3 separate regions of the Sus scrofa genome follow, and regions 1 and 2 are each linked to region 3. Evidence: chromatin contacts called from public HiChIP or PLAC-seq data. All regions are on one chromosome and are shown on one strand. Each heading gives the region's core, a stretch centred on a gene start, on an enhancer-like site or on the middle of the called end of the contact. The rest is flanking DNA. Distances are from core to core; before and after follow the strand shown. Region 1 overlaps MEF2A (myocyte enhancer factor 2A). Region 2 overlaps LRRC28 (leucine-rich repeat-containing protein 28). Region 3 overlaps LOC110261474 (a long non-coding RNA gene).

The links. HiChIP or PLAC-seq counts read pairs in DNA pulled down with a chosen protein or histone mark.
Region 1: an H3K27ac HiChIP or PLAC-seq map of alveolar macrophages shows a contact between it and region 3. The contact joins two enhancer-like sites. A contact is called at or near these places in 1 of 47 Hi-C or Micro-C datasets (skeletal muscle) and 2 of 2 datasets of contacts at active chromatin or transcription factors (alveolar macrophages and skeletal muscle).
Region 2: an H3K27ac HiChIP or PLAC-seq map of skeletal muscle shows a contact between it and region 3. The contact joins two enhancer-like sites. A contact is called at or near these places in 2 of 47 Hi-C or Micro-C datasets (embryonic fibroblasts and skeletal muscle) and 1 of 2 datasets of contacts at active chromatin or transcription factors (skeletal muscle).

What each region holds. Positions count from the first base shown.
Region 1 is chr1:138,499,166-138,503,082 of Sscrofa11.1, forward strand. MEF2A (myocyte enhancer factor 2A) reads left to right here. Exons shown (of 10, transcript NM_001097421.1): 8 at 2,766-2,892. Among named protein-coding and RNA genes, the nearest start is that of LYSMD4, 66 kb to the right of the region's middle. Within about 2 kb of position 1,511, at least 6 of the 83 cell types and tissues checked have an H3K27ac peak or open chromatin away from gene starts, as enhancers often do. A contact at or near this core is called in alveolar macrophages, where this site is marked.
Region 2 is chr1:138,079,648-138,083,507 of Sscrofa11.1, forward strand. The region is part of intron 5 of LRRC28 (leucine-rich repeat-containing protein 28); the gene reads left to right. Among named protein-coding and RNA genes, the nearest start is that of LRRC28, 83 kb to the left of the region's middle. Within about 2 kb of position 1,669, at least 25 of the 83 cell types and tissues checked have an H3K27ac peak or open chromatin away from gene starts, as enhancers often do. A contact at or near this core is called in skeletal muscle, where this site is marked.
Region 3 is chr1:138,256,550-138,260,156 of Sscrofa11.1, forward strand. It overlaps LOC110261474 (a long non-coding RNA gene), which reads left to right. Exons shown (of 2, transcript XR_002345600.1): 2 at 679-2,253. Among named protein-coding and RNA genes, the nearest start is that of MEF2A, 140 kb to the right of the region's middle. Within about 2 kb of position 1,347, at least 25 of the 83 cell types and tissues checked have an H3K27ac peak or open chromatin away from gene starts, as enhancers often do. A contact at or near this core is called in alveolar macrophages and skeletal muscle, where this site is marked.

The DNA of each region.
Region 1 (3,917 bases), core at 261-2,760, 240 kb after region 3:
TACCCTTAAATTAGCATGAATACTTCCTTGTGAACTTGTAATTATCTAGCAGTATGTTGCCCTCTAGTGGCTCTGGAAATCAATGGCCTTGAGATTGGGAGCTGTGATGGGTAGAACCAACATATTGGAATCTCACTGTTAAACACACACACACCACCACCACCACCACCACCACCCTATCTTGAGGTCACACCAGGAAATTTCTGGGGAGATGGAAGCTGCTGCATGGATAGAGCCAGGCCAAACCATATCATTCTGTATTTTTCACATAGTATTTGACTCTTGAATTTTCAGTGACCAAATCTGTGAGAACAAATTAAGTCCAAATTAGGTATCTGTTTCATAAAGTCATTAAAATTTTTACCTTGATGCTGAGACTAAAATATATTCCTAGTTGTCATATGTTGACTTTACCCTCAATTACAGAATCTCAAAGATAAGTTTTTAAGTATTTGAAAACTATGAAGTCTAGTAATCATAAAAATAAACATTTGTAATTAAGAAACAAATATATGACCAAAAACTATAAACAGCTATTCATAGTTCTAAAACTTAAGCTAATTCAGAGTCTAAAACTTAATCAGTGTAAAATGCAGAGCTTTATGTATCAGAACCAAAATACAATCAGAAGCACAATCTGTTTGATTTCAGCAAGTTTTTCAAATTAGCTAGAGCTCTAAAATGTAATCATAGATGTCTCTGACCCAAAATGAGTAAGGACAGATGCCCTGGAGCCTACACTGAAGATTCTCTTAGAGCCAGGCCACAGAGATTCCTCTAGAAGCCTTACAATTCTGGAACAACTTTACTTCATGACAGCTCTGGGGGAATAGCTGTGGATAAAAAGGAATAAATAAGTTTATCCTTTTTTTAAAAAAAACAGTTACATAAGAATTTGGGGCCATAGGGTTTCTTAGAACAGTGATTTAAGGATACATTCTTACATTTCTGTTGTTCAAGCACTTCCGAACTATTACCTTACTAGGTTACCTTACCTTAACAGTAGTAGTACAAATCAGGCAGCACAGTGATCACTATCCTCTCTACCCTGCAAACAAAGAGGTTTTGGAGAGGTTGAATGATTTTCCCAGTTCTTAGGAACTATGGGACAAAAACCAGCATAACCATATACAGAATGGTCGGTCTTTCCAACATCCTCTAACAAGATTGGAAAACTTGTTACAAACTGAAAGGAAATAAACTGAGATCTGATCCTGATCGAATGATCAGTGTTCAGATAACTAGATCTACCCAAAGGCCTTCATTTGATTACCCTTTGAAATGGTAATAGAGAAAATTGAATCACATTCTGACTTTATAATTTCTAAGGCTCCAAGTTATACTTTTACTTATATGGTTTAGACCCTCAAATGTCAGTTATCTGGCTGTAATTTCTTCCTTTGAAAAAACTGACCTTGGAGTTAGGCTTTGGCCTTCTTGTGTTCTAATCACATGGAACTCAGAGGCAGTTCTGTTCCTGATCCTTCATTTTAGGAAGTGTTCACTTAAGGCAGTACAGTAAGAAACTGCTCTGTCATAGCCCTACACATAGAGAGAGTGATGACTACCTTAAGCTGACTTGATTATTTAATACTTGATTTTTTTTTTATTTCCTTCTGTAGATGGGATACTGTGTAGGTGCTGTCAGTCAGCAAGCATTTACTATTGTTTCATCCACAGAGCTTTTCCTTTCTTAAAACAGGAGACTGTGAAGGGAAGGGATACACATCTGAATCTGTTGTTAAAAAATAGGTCATGGTGGATGATGTTGAGAATGAGGGAAGCTGTGCCTGTGTGGGGTCAGGGAGTAAGTGGGAAATCTCTTTACCATCCCCTCAGTGTTGCTGTGACCCTTAAACTGCACTTTAGAACAGATTTGTGGTTGCCAAGGGGGAGGAGCAAAGGATTGGGAGTTTGGGATTAGCAGAGTCAGACTATTATATAGAGGATGGGTAAACAACAAGATCCTACTGTGTAGCACAAGGAACTATATTCAGTATCCTGTGATAAACCGTAATAGAAAGGAATATGAAAAAGAATGTGTATGTATAAACCGAATCACTTTGCTATACAGCAGAAATTAAACATTGTAAATCAACTGTACTGCAATAAAATTTTAAGAACTAAAACTGAAATAAAATATCCTTCTACTTAAAATAAAACTGCACTTTTAAAAATGTTTATAAAAGTATCTATCTACATACATACATATACATATATAATACATATATATCTGTGTGTCAGCTGTAGGATCACAAGGAAGTAAATAGGAATACAAGCCACACTTAAGTAAGCATGACTTAAAACCATGTTAATATATAAATGGTGCAGATAAAAGTAGTTTTGATTCTTATATTCTCAAGAACTTATCATCTCCATGTATACAAATGGCTTGCTACCTCTGGGTATTTAAAATCCACATCTGCTTTATTTCAGGTCACTGACATCTTTATAGCAGCATCAGGTCCACCCCTAATGCAAGTTTCTATCTTAAGGATGTATCTTGGACATCAATAAACTCTATGAAAAGTACTTTAGGGGAAAATGAACAATAATGTAAAATATGTTCCTTATAATTAAATATTTAGTTATTCCCATTAGTATTTTTAGGGCTTTCATATCATCACTGCTTTAGGAAATAATGACATTCACATCATAAAACTGTGAAAAATGTCACTTGTAAATTGAATGTTATTTTGAAAATATTAAGTTTGAATATAAATACTCACAGAATAGCACTTTTACTTTTTTCTGCTCTCTCACAGAATACCCAGAGGATAAGCAGTTCTCAAGCCCCCCAGCCCCTAGCTACCCCAGTGGTGTCTGTGACCACCCCAAGTCTGCCTCAGCAAGGGCTGGTGTACTCAGCAATGCCAACCGCCTACAACACCGGTAAGCCTGCTGTTACCTTTTGTTGGTTTTATTTCTTTGTTTTTGCTCCATATATGCTTTTGTGATTTTTTTAAAAGTATGTTTATTGAAATGAATTATTTCCAGTTTCTTAGATTCACATTTTACATATGTTTAAAAAAAAAAAAACCTGCTAGTCTTAAAAAAAGTACACATTTGCCATAGAAAGATTTCCAAGTGTGAACTTTTACTTACCACCTGACAAAGAAAAACTAGCTGTCATGAAAATTACGGTGAGCAGCAAACCAAGGAATACACTCGACATTTTCTATGCAGTTCTCATTATGCAATATCTCACTCTCTGAGGCCTGTGAAATAAGGTGTTTTCTATACATTGTTGTGTCAGTCTACTTTGGGGAAGACTGAATCCCTTTGGACCTGAGGACTTGAGAGGTGGTAGCTGGGTGGCTGGGCTAACGGGTGGTGGTTTCCTCCATGTGACAACCCACTTAGCTTCTGTTGTTTGTGCCTGAGGGGCAAGACCAGGAGCTTTTTTGTTTCTCCTCAGTCAGTCACTTCTCACCTCCAAGTGGAGCTTTTTACTCATTCATGTTTATTTAGAGATTTCATTCTCCAAAATACTACTTGGAGGGTAAATTAGGCAAATTTAAGAGTGCTGCACTGATTGGAGGGGTGCTTGTAACCATGCAGGCTGTGTAGATAACCCAGTGTGGGCAGGTTTTGTTTAGATTTGCCATTCTTGGGCATGCAGGAGACATGTGTGGTTTCACTATCTCACCAGCTGAGCCAAACACCTGAGCTTCAAAAGAAGGAAAGACAGAAATAGTTAAAAATACCTTGCCTGTTTTTCAGAGATTACAGTGCAGGGAATTTATTCTTTTGTGATTCTAGTAAGTAGACTAATAAAGATCATGTAATTTTAGACTCCAGGGTAAATGCTTTCCACTGCTCTCTGGAGCTCCCTGAGGGGTACAGAGCCATCAATCCATTTGATTGCTGCTTTAATCCCAAATCATTCTTTTAAAACAGAAACAAGTGTAAAAGGT
Region 2 (3,860 bases), core at 419-2,918, 180 kb before region 3:
CACATGATCACCAAAATGCATTTTGATGTCCTATAGAGATATGAAAAAATATATAAAGAGATTAGATGAAAGAATAACTAGACTTTTGGATAGTAATAAGAGTTCTTCCATGTTTTCTTAATAAATATGAATGGATTTCTGTATTGCTGAAGGTTGGGATTAAATATTGTGAGCATCTTTTTTTTATCATATCTGATAAGCCATTCAGGGCCTATCATAACACTTAAATTTTGTTATTTAATTTTTCTATAATTTCTAAATGCTGATATTTAAAAAGCTTCCATCCATATAGAAATACAGATTTCGTAGCAAATAATTTTAAAATTCTTTCATAAAATTAATGTAAAATAAATACTACTTCGAAATTTATCAATATTTAACAAAACGTTTATAAGAAAAGTATAGCTATTGCTAGAACTAAAATTCTCCCAACACCTTTAGGATTCAAGCTTTAGCTTTTGGCAAACTATTGGTAGTATGTTTAAAATGCTTTATAGAATGTTAATTAACAACCACTGTCTTTTTAATCCCCTTTGATATGCTACTTAGAGACAAGTAAAATTTGGAAAGTGGAAAATAATGTATTTTTCCTTTTGTATTTTTATGTCATTTTAAAATAACTTTGAAAATAAACACAGTGGCTTTTCTCTTTTCAAATCCTGCTTTTTCTTTCTCCATTTAAGTCTCTGAATGCTCTACTTCATTTCTCTAAACAGTGCTCTACATAAAGTGTGTTAGTAAATATTTGTAAAAATTGTGGTGAATAATTTCCCATTTCTCCTCACTGCTTAGGAAAAGATGGCAGTATTTTACCATCAGTCATTGAGATGTTAAGCCTTGATGGTAGTAGTTAATTTACTTTCAATGTAATAATTAAACCTATTCAGAAGAATGCTTTTGTTAAATGTATTTCTCCCTTTGTCTTCATTTAATTATTTCTTAGTATTGCTCCTTATTAGATCAAATTATTTTGGTTATCTCTAATTAAAAGTTAAATATCTGATAATGATCTGGCTCTTAGGAATACACGCTCACTAATGATGCTGAGCCTTTTCTCTCTGCTGTTAGCCCAGACAGTGCCCACTTTGGTTTCCTAATTTAGTAACAGAAATAAAACTATGCACGACTGGGCAGGTTTGGTATGCCGGCATCCAGCCAGGAAGCATGGGTTTCTTAAGCAAATGGACCTATGGGGATTTGCGGAAAACAGAGATTAAGTTACATGAGCTTTGCACTTTGCAAATCCCTAACTATTTAAAGGAACTTGGCTAACCCACTGCTACCTAAATAAAACTTAATTTTGTTTAAACACACAGACACACTAAATGAAGTTTTATTTCCTTTTCCAAAATTACCCTTCATCTTAGTGCTTTTAATTTCATATTTTTGTAAACTTTTAAAAGCACTTTCTCTTTTAGTAAACAATGCATCAAAATTAGTTGTTAAATCTATTCCGTTATTTTGTGCATCTGTAATACCTTTCAAAATAGCATAATATGAAGAGTTGATAATATGTATAGGTAGCGTGTTTCTCTATGAGAAAATGAAAGTAAGTTCTGACAGAGATAAATTGAGAAAGGAAAAGCCTGGTTTTACACACTGTCTCTGGCACTTGCTTGGCTGGGCAGCCTTGATTGCTGCTGTCTTCTCCACCACCATGGGTATTGTTAGTGCTCCACTTCATATGGCATTCACTGTGATCTGTGGATTTGCAGGGGTTGCTTCCTGGAATGTTTGAACACAGGCTGCTCTCCTGTCTGCTGACACTTTTCCTTTCTGCTGCTGCTTCTTATCTGGCATATTTCTGATTTTTTCTTCCCCTCACTCCCCAAACTTGTCTTCTTAAGGTCCATTGCCTCTGAATTTGAGGCCCAAGGATTAGCCCACTTCTTTCCCCTTTCAAACCTTTATGTGTTCCTTGTAGCTTCTTGCCTTTCGTTGACAGATGAGGGCCAGCTGTCCACTCTGGTGATCTTTTTTTGTTTTTTTGTTGCCTTTAGACTATTTATAAACACTGGAAGCATATTCTGAAGTGTAATTTTGTTGAAAGAGAGAGAGAAAATATGACTAAATGAGGATCTCTCACAAGACTTTTGACATACAGGAATGAACAGTTAATTCCAGGACATGGGAGAATATCGGTGGTGAATGGAGAAGGATACAGTGTGCATTATAATAATCCTTGGAGCAGTATTCATTCACAATTAGAACAAAGTGGATTTAATATAAACTTAAGTAGTCAAATTACATTGACTTTAGGATTAATATGATTTCCCACTGTATAAATGCAATCCAAAAATATAAGAATACTAAACATCACACATTTTTTGACATTTTTTGAAGCTTCCTCATCTGTAAAAATGGTTTTTAAAATGATCTGTTCCTTGACTGTGGTGAATTTCTGTGTAAGGCAGATACACAGTCTTAGCTCATGATTCCCTTCCTTACCGCTTCTCTGCCTTCCTGTGCTCTTAGAATCCACATCCAGTGGAGACTGGCTCATAGTTCCTCTGCTATTGGACTTTGCTTTGCTTCCTGAGAGAGAAGGCCCTGTTCCAACAAGGTTTCCCTGGCAAAGGGATGGGGAGGGGGAGGTCTGTGTTGTCAGAGACTTAAAGTGGCCTCTCTTGGTTACTATGTAATTCTGAACAATAGTGATTATCTAGTATGCAGATATTTTTGCTGTGTCTTAATAATTTTTATTTCATAAATGTATTTATGCTATTGTTATTGCTAAGAATAATAATCTTAACAGTTACTCTAAAAAGTGTTAACTCTCCAGATAATCAAGAGATTATTATTATTGTCAGTACATTTACTAATTAAAGTAGGCCAGACATGCTAAATGCATAACTTTTTTTCTTTGTTAGTTGTCAGAGTTATCAGATGGAATAGATATTACTGTTTTTCTTTTTTCTGTTTTTTTTTTTTAAGTTGAGAAACCTAAAGCTTGGAAAGAGTAACTATCCTCCCTGAGGTTACATAGCCATTAAGTGGGGGGATCAAAGATCCTAATCCAGTTCGTTCAAGTGTTAAAAATGTAAAAGTTGGAGTTCTTGCTATGGCACAGTGGGTAGAAAAATCTGCCTGCAGGTGCTCTGGTCACTGAGGAGGCCTGGGTTCGATCCCCAGCCTGGAGCAGTGGGTTAATGTATCCGGGATTGCTGCAACTGGCTATGGTGTAGACCTTAGCTCTGGGTCAGATTAAGTACCTCACCTGAGAACGTCCATGTACTGTGGGTACGGCCATAAAAAAAAAGCAAAAATTTGTTTTTTTTGTTTTTTGTCTTTATTGTCTTTTAGGGCCTCACCAGCAGCCCATGGAGGTTCCCAGGCTAGGGGTTGAATTGGAACTGTAACTGCCAACCTATGCCAGAGCCACAGAAACTTGGGATGTGAGCCACGTCTGCAACCTACACCACAGCTCACAGCAACGCTGGAGCCTTAGCCCACTGAGCGAGGCCAGGGATTGAATCCATTTCCTCATGGATGCCAGTTGGGTTCATTAACCACTGAGCCACAACGGGAACGCCAAAAAAAATAAAAGTTTTATTCAACATAGTATTGGAAGTACTAGCCACAGCAATCAGACAAATAAAAGAAATAAAAGATATCCAAATTGGAAGAGAAGAGGTAAAATTGTCACTGTATGCAGATGACATGATACCATATATAGAAAACCCTAAGGACTCAACCCAAAAACTATTCAAACTGATCAACAAATTCAGCAAAGTAGCAAGATACAAGATTGACATTCACATATCAGTTGCATTTCTGTATATTAACAATGAAATATTAGAAAAGGAATACGAAAATACAGTACCTTTTAAAATTGCACCCCAAAAAATCACATACTTGTG
Region 3 (3,607 bases), core at 97-2,596:
GCCCATCACAGTGCCAGGGTCACCCTGGGTTTGAAGCCATCTTCTTCCCAGCTTGCTGCATCCTCCCTTTAGCACCTCCACCCCAAGTTCACAGCCATGCTCACAACCAGCAGTCACATAACAATAATGACGACAACGACGTTTACCCAGCTCCCACTCTGTGTGACACAGACATGGTCCTGCTTCATGGTGCCTCTCTCAGGTCCCACCTCCATGGCTACCTGTACCTTCTCAGTCTCCTGGGCTGGACCCCCTCACCTTCCCAGCCTCAGCCCAACACAGCAAAGGCTGAGGGTCAACTATATCTCATTGATCTTTTGATGCCACCGTATGCCACCTCCTGGCACAGTACTTATGCACCTGACTGTGTGGTGTCAGAATGTAAGTGCCAAGGGAGCAGACGAGGCTCAGAAGATAGATATTGAATAAATGAAGGGAAGAGGAAATGGAGGCTCAGAAAGGAAAAGACACTTGCCCAAAACCACAAAGCTGGAGAATAATGGAAGGAAAGTTTAAATTCCATTGTCTCCGATGACTGGAGCCCCTGATACCTGCACTGCCATCCCCTCTTCTCTGCTACTTAACGGCTGCCTTCCCTTGCCCCACATATCTCTACGGGCGGGGCGGCGGGGGGGCTTACCTGGTTATCAGCTATGCCTCTTCCCCACTCCCACCCAGGTAACAGCAGTCTCCTCCCGCCTCCGTCCAGTTGTGGCCTTTCCTAAGAGGACAAACCTGCTGAAGGACACAGAGACCATGTCACCCACAAGAGGTCCACACCAGAAGAGGAGAGAGCCCCATTCTGCTGACTCCTTCCGAAAGCCTGGGACCCTGTGCACAGTAGCCTTTGGAAGACAGGCGAGCTGGCTCTACCTGTCTTGCAGATTCAGAATCTAGGTCATTCTGCTCCCTCCCCTCCTCCTCTGGAAGACAAGCCAGATTTCTCCTAGGGTCTCAGAAGGAGAGAGGGGACGGCAGGAGAAAATGTTTTAGCGGGACCCACACCCTGCCTGCTGCTGTCAGGAACATTTCATTTTGAAGCCAATATAATTTATGAGATGCAAATGGATTTAGCATTAAAAAAGAAAAAAGAGAAAGAAAGACTTGGAAAAGGTACAAAGTGCACCTCACACCCTTGTGCTGAGGCTTGTTTGGGGCTCCATTAATCATCTCAGACAAAAGAGATTTCATCTGCGGCTAGGCAATCTGGGAGCCCCCCTGGGGGCCAGCTGAGAGCAGCGGGCACTGACTGCAGGCCTGGCCTCTGAGCGGCTCCGGCCTCCGCTGCCCAGCACTTGTGCTGAGCTCTGGTCTGAGTCACGCACTAGATGAAATTACAGAGGTTTCTGCACATGATGAATCAGAAAGCAGGATCAAGCCAAATATTTGGACAAGCCTTGCCCCGCGTGGAGCAGGAGGGAGATGGAGCCGCCAGCCAGAAGCCTGCCAGCAGCCTTCCCAGAGATGGCTTCTGACAAAGTGCCGCCGTGGGGCAGGCTACTGCCTAGAAGGGTGTTAGCTCCATCCATTAGGGCAGCCTGCAGCTGGATCTCTCAGCCAGGTCAGCTCTACAAAAGGGGCCTCTGAGCATCCCAGGGCCCTGAGCCCTGATTCAGCCTCACCCTTGGAGAAGGGGGGCTTGTGCGAGTGCGGCGTGCAGGGTGGGGGAGGAGATGGTTTGCTTTGAGTCACCCCATCCGCCTTCTTTTTTAGGAGTCATCGGGGCCAGGGCGGCAGGCAGCGTTTCCTGCAGCAGTGAGCTGGGGCGACCACGCGTCCTCCCACCGCTCCTGCCTGGGCCAGGGTGGGGACGCAGGCAGACACGGTGGCTGCAGAATGGGGAAGGAAGTGGAGCCCTGTGCCCTGTGCCAAAGATTTGCTGCTGTGAGGACCTTCAGGAGAGGCTAATTGCCATCCTTTAGAGCTTCAAAGCCAAGAGTTTTCAAAGCTGTTCAGAACAGCAACAAAAGCCCAGTAATAACAATGCTACCTGAGGTTTGTCTGGAATCTTTATTAATCTTTAAATTTAACTTTTGAAAGATATCAGTATTCTTGGGGTTATTTTAAGCTACATTTTCCCTTTGCTGGGAAGCCCTCAGGAACTAAACCAACTAGTCTGCCTTGGGAAGAAAAGACAAAGCTATGCAAGCAGAATGTTGATGTTGATGAATGACAGTGGTAGCGCCCAGCCCTATGATCCTGGTGAGAATGTCCTGGGTGAGCCTCGTGGGAACCCCTACAAGGTGGCTGCTATTATTTTCCCATTTTGAAGATGAAGGAACAGGCTTGGGGATGTTCTATAACTGACCAAGACCATATAGCTAGTAGATTGCACAGCCAGAATTTTATTTGTTTATTTACTTAAAAATATTTTTGTCTTTTTAGGGTCGCACCCGTGGCATATGGAAGTTTCCAGGCTAGGGGTTCAATTGGAACTGTAGCTGCCAGCCTACATCACAGCCACAGCAACACCAGATCCTTAACCCACTTGGCAAGGCCAAGGATTGAACCCGTGTCCTCATGGATGCTAGCTGGGTTCATTACCACTGAGCCACAACGGGAACTCCACGCACAGCTAGAATTTAAACCCCAACAGTCAGACACCCAGATTATATTCTGCCTCCCAGGAGCTCTCCTGGTTGCAAACCCATTTGCAGAGCGACCATGGGAACAGGGTTGTGTGATCCCTATGGTTCTAATCCTCAACCAAGTGATCAGACCTTGAAGAGACCAGTCTTGATGGCTGGCTTTGAGACCCTGGCTTGCTCTCAAAACTTGAAGGAGTCTGAGGGGGATTTGGCTTCCTCCTAGGTCAGGGAGTCCTCGTGGGTCAACCAAATAGTCCACGTGGGCCAGCCCTGCTTGCTTGGAGACAAGACTCAGCAAAGGTCATCCTGCCCAGACACCGTCTGAGACAGCAAGGCTGCTGAGCTTGCATCCGGAGAAGGTCTGCATTCTGGAGTCAGGGAGCTCACAGCTCTGGCCTCAACCACTGTGAGACAGTTGCCGTTCCCGCTGCCACGAGAGCCTCAAAACTTGTGGCCTAAGAAACCTATTTCATTATGCACATAGATTCTGTGGCTTGAGAATTCAGATAGGGGAATTTCAGATGGAACTTGGTTATACATAAAAAGAATTCACTGGCTTTGTGATACTGGGGGTCTTGTCTGGTAACACTTGAAGATGTGGATAGATCTGGGAGAGGGGGGATCTATAGCTGGTAGCTGGAATCATCTGGAGATGTCTTTGCTCTCATGTATGGTGGTTGATGCTGGCTCTCACTAGAATACGTACACATGGCCTCCGGTGTGGCTTGGGCTTCCTACCTAACAGCATGGAGGCCCTAGGGGAGTCTACCTTCTTACAGGACAGCTACATTTGTTTGCTAGGGCTGTATCACAAAATACCACAACCCAAGTGGCTTAGAACAACTGAAATGGATTATCTCATAGTCTGGAGGCTGGAAGTCCAAATTCAAGGTGTTGGTGAGGTTGGTTCCTTCTAAGACCTATGAGAGAAGGGTGTGTTCCAGGCCTCTCTCCTGAGCTGGCAGATGGCCAACTTCTTGTGTCTTCACACCGTCTTCCCTCTATGTGTGTGTCTGTGT